2 separate regions of the Mus musculus genome follow, and region 1 is linked to region 2. Evidence: chromatin contacts called from public Hi-C data. All regions are on one chromosome and are shown on one strand. Each heading gives the region's core, a stretch centred on a gene start, on an enhancer-like site or on the middle of the called end of the contact. The rest is flanking DNA. Distances are from core to core; before and after follow the strand shown.

The links. A called contact is a pair of places that touch in the nucleus more often than the background predicts.
Region 1: a Hi-C map of cerebellum shows a contact between it and region 2, with 4 times the contacts expected there. The contact joins two enhancer-like sites. A contact is called at or near these places in 29 of 484 Hi-C or Micro-C datasets (LSK cells, Sertoli cells, brain and 16 more), 9 of 115 datasets of contacts at active chromatin or transcription factors (craniofacial prominence, differentiating embryonic stem cells, embryonic basal ganglia and 6 more) and 1 of 9 other capture datasets (embryonic tail).

Annotation. Positions count from the first base shown.
Region 1 is chr11:18,866,203-18,870,300 of GRCm38.p6, forward strand. It overlaps 8430419K02Rik (a long non-coding RNA gene), which reads right to left. Exons shown (of 4, transcript XR_003949854.1): 2 at 2,347-2,447. Among named protein-coding and RNA genes, the nearest start is that of 8430419K02Rik, 9.4 kb to the right of the region's middle. Within about 2 kb of position 1,574, at least 13 of the 459 cell types and tissues checked have an H3K27ac peak or open chromatin away from gene starts, as enhancers often do. A contact at or near this core is called in cerebellum, where this site is marked.
Region 2 is chr11:18,752,815-18,756,628 of GRCm38.p6, forward strand. All of the region lies in intron 1 of Gm31674 (a long non-coding RNA gene), which reads left to right. Gm28401 (a long non-coding RNA gene) reads right to left here. Exons shown (of 2, transcript XR_872259.2): 2 at 2,683-3,682. Among named protein-coding and RNA genes, the nearest start is that of Gm31674, 6.6 kb to the left of the region's middle. Within about 2 kb of position 2,062, at least 20 of the 459 cell types and tissues checked have an H3K27ac peak or open chromatin away from gene starts, as enhancers often do. A contact at or near this core is called in cerebellum, where this site is marked.

The DNA of each region.
Region 1 (4,098 bases), core at 324-2,823, 110 kb after region 2:
GTCACCAGGAAGCCACATTATTTCTGGAACTGTTCCCCTTCAATGCTCTGCCTTGTGCATTCTACTCCATGTTGCAAACACTCCAGAATGCGGCTTGTTTCTCTTTTCCCTCCTACTTCTCCACTGTATCTGCTTACCCTGGTTATGCCTGTCACAGCCTGAGCTTGCCTGCTGGAATCTGCTCCTCTCGCACTCTCTGTCCAGTCCAGGTTTGGTAATGATTTCCTGCTATTGTTCACCTCTGAGTTGACATACTAACATCTGGTTGGCCTCTTTGTATCCAATTCCGTGCATTAAATTCCTGACCTTGAATAAACAGAAGGGTTTCTGCTCAACAGAACTCTAATACAAAACTGACATCTATCTCAGCCCACCACAGAGGCATTCGGTGGCTCCCTTTCTCCTGCTTGTTGAGTTAAAGTCTGTGTGCTCACAGCAAGGATGGCTTATAGGTTGGTGTTGTGGTTTCTTATCAGCTGTACCCTATGAGCAGCTCTCAGGATAGGGACAATGGGCAGGTAATCTCAGAATCTCCAATGTCCTTCTCATTGCTTAGATTATACACTGGATTTTCACGGTTTCAAAACACAAAACTCGTTAATTTTGTTGTTATTGTTGTTGTTTAATGTTTAATGTGGTATGCTAAAAGTTTGAAAGGATTTAGGACAGGACCCCGTGTAGAATAACACAAAATTTAAAAATAAATTAAGCATTAGCATTTCCTTTCTAGCTCCAGAGGGGTAAGAGGTGGTAATAAGTCAGGAGCTAGAAGCACTTTTTCTCTTTATATATGTCATGTTGTTTCTGGTCTCTCTGATCACCACCCGGCAATTGGTAAAAGCACCTTCTATTTCACTATAGCCCAGGAATCAGGCAATAACTGCATCATGACTCTGAGAGAAGGCTTTGAAACATGAAGGCATTTTCATTTGCTTCTGGTAACTAAGCAAGTAAAAAAACTTTTTAATTGTTTTCAAATTCTAAGAGATCCCTAGAATTTTGAGAGCAATTAGCAATCCCTTCTAAGTCCAGGTTCCACTAGGGAAAAAAAAAAAAAAGTCTGACCCTCTCTCTGGACTGGAATGTTGTATAGTTTAAAACAGCTCATCATTTTCTGTAGTGCAAAGTCATTTTCAAAATAAATATATATGAATAAAATTTAACGGTCGGGAAGCAGATCCACTGAAGATATGTTTCAGGTATTCTATTAAGTCAGAATTACTGACCAAAGTGCCTAAAAGCCTAGTCACTAAGCTAGCCATCTGACATTTTAACTAATCCAAAGGTATGGCACACAAATATTTTTCTAAGTGTATTATGCTAGCATGGACATTTTATATTAGCATATTATAAAACTCTTAACCATTATATTACAACATCAAATAATCATTGCACGCTTTAATACAGCACTGCTTTGACCACAAGGAAATCAGAAAACAGACTACTAATTGTCCTCGGAAGATTCTGGCAGGATGTTAAAGAATAATTCCTTTTTCTTAATCATAACAGCATATTCGTCTTACAAATTTGCCTGGAGTTGACTTCCTGGTCTAGTGTGAATCACAGTAGCTGCTGAGTTGGCAAGGTAAGGCTCTTATGTCCTGTGAAATATTGCAGGTGCCAATTGTAACAAAGTCACCATTGTCTTCCTTTAATGAAGCTAGTAGAAATAGCTAAGTGTCCACAAGTGCATCCCAGGGTGCCTTGTGTCCAGAAGGCAATTACTGCAAGGTGGTAGACAATTGAGATCCCATAGCCCATGCTTCGGCACTGCTTTGCAATAATGAACTGTTAGTCTATTAGAATCAAAGGAAATTATCACAGCACACATTGAATCAGACACTCTGACCTGTGAGACATGGAAATGGTCATGATTTATGGAAAGTCCACAAAGCCATCGAGACCCTGCGTCATGCAGAACATTTTACATGTATAATCCACAAAAATCCAGATTGTTAGTTGAGAAGAAATTTACCTGCAAAGCTCTGTTCTTTGTTTGCTTGTTTGTTTCATGTGTTTGTTTTCTTTCTGTGGCTTGTTTTCTTCATTTTTATGTGTTGCTATGCTAAAACAAGTGCAAATCCCTTATGTTTGGTAGAACCCACTCAAGATTTTTGTGATCAGCAGTATGGATGCTGAATCAACACACATTTTAATTTTTCCAACTTTTTAACTACAAATAAGACCTTACGTATACTCTCTTATAGTTTCATATTTACATCTTGCTGTTATTCTTTGAAATCATTTTCTCCCATCATAAATATACTATTATTTTTAATTTTTTTATGTGAATCAGTCCTTTTCTGTGTCATAGAACAGAGCTGGGACAATGTTATAGAAACTTACCTTAAAGTAGTAAATAGTGCCAGCTGTGGGATTGCGCACCTATAATTCCTGCCTTCAGGAAACAGAAGACAGGATTGCCACAAGTTCCAGACCACCCTGGTCTACACAGCAAGGCAAACACACAGAATTAAAGGTAAAATCATAAGTTATTAGATATATTACAAGTACCTGTAAAAGTGCCATACATTTTACTCAACTTTACAAAATATACCATTTCTTTTTAAAGTCCTTATTTTGAAGTGAATATTGTTTCGCTCTTAATTTGTGGAAACCTAATTACTTTAACAATAACAGGCTTGCAGTGATTTTTTTCAAACAGTTTTTAAACATTCTCTTTATCTTAATGTGTGATCAAATAATTCACTTATTTTGTAAAACTCGTTTCTTGTTACCCAGATACCAAAAGCAGACCTATAAAGGATAAAATTCTTTGGAGTTTTATTTTTCTTTTCTAGAATTCTAAAAGTATAGACATATATCTTATGTCTCTGACATTTAGATGAATTAATGTGAATTAAGGTTTAAAATCCAACTTTTGAAAAGCTTAGCTCTCTTTCTGATATTTTAGAGAGACTATTGTATCTTCATTTTCCTCTTACTTCCCCCAATGACTTCCGTGTATGACATAGAAAACCTGTATCACCTTACTTCTTCCAATGTTTTTTAAATGAAAATAGTTTTCATCGTTAATTATTAAAATCTGTGTCTCTGAAGATTTTTCTCAGGCTAGCCTCTGTAGAAAGTTCTGTGAATAGAGCTGTTACATAAATCACCCCCCCCCCAAGTAATAGCTTAATTACTTGTAAACTCTGGAAACCATTAGTTTATCATCCTTTGAAGTGAACAGGCGACTGGCCAGGCTGAGAGCAAAACACTTGTTACTTTTTCATGTAATCAGCTTAATTTCTTTTTTTGTTATTTTTCGTTATTTTGAGAAGGAAACTTGACTGGATATACTTTCATGTTCAAAAGATTAAAAGTTGTGTCATTTTGCTTCATAAATGGCCTCCGCAATCCACTTACAAAATACGCAAAGAAATATTGAAGGCTCTGAAGATAATAATTTATGAGCTTTTGGAAATCAGGGGAACTCAAAGGTAAAGTTGTGTTAGAATGACTGCAATACTGTAAAAGAGAACTGTCCTAGCTTTCTGCCCCTGAACAACATCCCTTACACAGCCTACAAAGTTACAGGAGCAGCCTGCTGCCTGCATCTCTCCCTCTGTCCCCTTTTCCTCCTCCAGCTAAGGGTTGAGGTTGTCTGTGGTGCTGAGCTTGCTTCGGGCGCACCTTCCTTAGGACCTCCAGGGAGTGCCCCCTCCCCCCCTCCCCCCCCCGCCCCCCCACACACACATTTTCTCTGAGGGTTTTTTTTTCCACCCCCAATTCATTGTCAGGTATATTTTCATCCCCACAGGCCAAACATAGATCAAAGTAAGTTCTGAATGTGGGTGGTTATTGCGAGGTTGAAACACTATATGTCTGAATATTACACCCCTCCCCAAATGAGGAAGGAAAAAAGAATAGGAGCGGAGCGGAGGACTGTTAACTGCATCTAAGCAAGATGGTGCTCTTCCTGGTTCCTGACAGGCACCGGTGGGAGCCAAACCACCTGGGAAGGAGCCTGTTTTAAAGGACAACAGATGAAAAAGCACCTCGAGGCAGGAGGTACCTGAGCTCAGCGGCTAAGGCCTTCCCTTAGGAGTATTTGACTGGATTCAGGGAAAAGAATCCAAGGAGGATGAGCAAGTC
Region 2 (3,814 bases), core at 812-3,311:
CTGGCTTTGGATGAGGCTGTGAAATCAGTGTCCGGTGCTTATGGATATACCTCTGTTCACTCTGGAAGGAGGATGGATGCCAGACAAGGACAGACAAGATTGTAAGACTTGCCATTCCGTAGTTTGCATTGGCTAGTACGAAATTAATTTCAAATATTAAGGCAAAATTCTAACAAGAATTCTAAATATGTGGTCGAGTGCATTGATTTCAAATATGTGAAAATATGTAGAATTCCGTATTTTTCTCTTGAGTTCCATCCTCATCTCTCTTACTCAGTGTTGGTCTGCGCAGCATCCAGGTTCAGAAAGCTTTGTGAAATGTAAGAATTTTCCAGCTGCAGTCAAGTTTTCTTTAAAAGTTAAGAATTTTGCATTGCTGACTCTTGCAGCTTTGAAATATAATGGAGTCAAACAGTCAAATTTAGGATTATTATCTCAAATGACCAGTTTCTTTCTGTAAATTATCTTGTATTTATATACTATCTTCGTATGTAAGGAGATAAATGAAACACAGACCCACATATGAGGCATCAATTATCACAGACTTATGGAGGAAGCAAAATAGCTCTGTTATTGCCTGAGCTCAAATATAAATATTTGCATTTTAAACCCTCTTGGTTGCAGTGGGTGAGGTGAGCCTGTCATCAGAGAGGAAGGGGTTAGAGGAGGAGGGGGGTGAAGTCTGGGTGTGTCCATGGCTGAAACAAATGGATTGTAAGCTTTGTTCTTGGGGAAGAAAGAAAGAAAGAAAGAAAGAAAGAAAGAAAGAAAGAAAGAAAGAAAGAAAGAAAGAAAGAAAGAAAGAAAGAAAGAAAGAAAGAATCATTCTCACTTTTCCAAAAAAGGCAATGTTACAAGCTAGCAAAATTCTTATTTTTAAGGTACCTAGGAGGCTATTTTTCATTGATCTTTTTGACAAATACTTACTGCAAAATGAAGTCCAGAAGAAAAGGAGAAAAGGGAATGGGGCGGATGTTGAATATTGGCTTCTTAGAGGATAGTAATCAGTTGTTTATTGGTCTCTACGAGACAAGTAATGACCAACCGCAGTGTTAAGTGCCAGCCACACCGCCTTGGGCTCTTCTCTTCCTACATCAGCCATTATCTGATTAGAGAACCTTGGAGGAAGTCGTTGCTATTGCATAACTTTATGGGTCTTAACAGCGCAGGCTGGCTGGCAGAAAAACTACCTGGGAGGGTTGATAAAGCAACGGTGATTTTATTTACTCCACTTACACCTTGCTCTCAGCCCTGGCGGCTGCAGAAGAAATCTCAAATTGATCCGAATAGGAACTGTGAGGGGCATGGGCAGAGAGAGGGAATGTGATCTGTTCCTTCAAGCTTTATGGGGGTTGCACAGCTTGAAGTGATGACACTGGGAAGCAGCTCAACACTTTCGTAGGGGGTATGTATTTAAAGCAAGCAGAGCGGATTGGAGCAGTGCTAATCATATATGCAATAATACAATGACAGGAATAAAATGTGCTTCTGATCTTTAGTAAGAACGGAGGCTCCTAAAGGTACTGACTGTGTGGTTAACTGTGCTGAATGTCTCTGATTAACAAGTGGAGGCAGTGACATAATTAAGAGGTTATCTGGGCTAATAAAAATGCCCAAACCTACCCTGGAATGTGATCCTTTCACGATACAATTTTTTAAGAATGTCACATGCCCTTGCTTTCTGTTGAGACCTACCCTTAGTGATCCCAGGAGGGAAAATAAACATACGTTTTTAAATGAAGATATTTAAAATGTACCCCATATTTCAGCATGTTGCTATAACCCAGTCTTTTTTATGCTCCTCCTATAAAACCTAAATTAAGCCTCTTAGGAGTGATTTTGCTGCAGGTTCCCTTGAAAAACACAATACATTTTAAATACTTGGACCTGAGCGCACAGTAACATGTAATCACCACCGAATAGTCTCCTTTCCCTCTGTCAAATAGCAGCTTTCTTAAGACGAATTCCTCAAAAGGCAGCTTCATTGGAAATGTAAACTTTCCGCAAATATCAATTGTTCGTGTAGCATGTGGATGAAGTGACTGGCTGAGGCTCCTCCCCCGCCCCCTTCCATTTTAAAACACCCATCAGTGTCAAAGGCAACTGCACATGTCCCTTTTGCTCCTCTAGATAAAGCTGAGAAATGTTAAGAAAAAAAAATGTCAGAAAGCACTCAGTGGATTACAGGCTGGTTTCTGCTGCTTGCCCAGAGAGGATGGCAGGGCAGCCGGGACAGAGGGATCCTGAAAGCTATGCTTTTGTGAGGTGCTCGCTCTGCACACTGTGAAAGATTTGGTGCTATATTTGACAGTTTACTACCTCCTGTTGTTTGTTTTAAATGTAGTCATTCTTTAATATCTCTTCCATGTGCATCTGTTAGATTAAACAATAATGTATTCTTCTACTCTGGCATGTTTCTTTACCCATGTGCTGTGTAGAAATGCATTTCGGTCTCTCCCAAGCACTTTCTGTTTCTTTCTAAAATCCTTGAGACATTCATTCCAAGAGAAAGCAGAGAAAATGCAGAGCTCACACACACTGAAATTCACCAAACTGATCAGTCCTTCGCCCCTTAAATAAACTGTGTGTATAGCTCTGGGGCTTTCCAGACAGTTCATTTATATTGTTAAAAGACATTTACATTCATTTTGTGTATTAAAGAAATAAATAACTGGCTAAGGCTTACAATTTGTTTCGTTCTATTTTTCTGAAGAATATTTAACAATCACAAAACAGAAAATAACAGGAAGATATTTGTCATATTCCAACTGTGCTTAAAACTTAATTGCTTAAACAGAAAATATATTACAAATTCAGTTCTAGATACCACCCTAGAAATAGCAAGGTTCATTCTACAGAAACAAGGTAAAAACTCTACTGATTTTAAATATAAACTTTTCCAAAACAGGTTACAAATGAATTTAGACAAATTTGGCTCTTAACCTTTAAAGATTTCCTGCCCATTTCTGTGTGTCTTTTATTACATTAATTTTTTATTTAAATTACACCATTATCTGGATATGAATTTATCAAGAATACATGTATTGATTTATAAAATAGTACCATTAATTATTATAATAGCTAGATGTGGCTGATATTACAAAGCCATTTAAAGGTTTTTAATATAACTTGGACATACATAGATAGATAGGCACTATGGACAAGACCACAATTTAAACTGGCTACCAGCAGTTAATGAAAGCTTAGATTTATATTCTAGTTTAGAGATTGATCATACTGTTGCTTTGTAAAACTATTTACATCATGCCATTTTTCAAAGAATGTCTCAATAAAAAAGCTAAATAAAACATTCAGTCAATTCCCAAAGCAGATTTTGTTTTCTATATCTTAAGTGCTTAGTGAAAATAATTGATAGTGTGTGTTCCATGCTTTGTCATTTCCATTCCAGGGTGACTTTCCTGGGGTGGGGACCTCGTTTGCATGTGCACACTTTCACACACTTTTGATCCTTGCTAAAGCAAGCTCCTTGTCTTCATTTCAGCATCCACTCCCCAACACATCCAGGTATGTTTTACAGAATGCACACATCAGGATCCATAAGTCTTTTTGGTATCCTTTATGTTTTGCATGGTTTATTCTTCCTTAGGGTTGTGGGAAACTAGGACTTACCCCAAAGCCTCAGGACAGGCAATCACGGAGATAATTTGGGTAAGAAAGCAATCTGAAGAGAAAAAAAAAAGAAAGAAAGAAAGAAAAATGAGGAAGAATATAAGCAAGTAACAACACTTTCAAATTACTTTTCAGATGGTAATTAGCAGCAAATAGATTGAAATTTGAATTCTTTCACATGGTA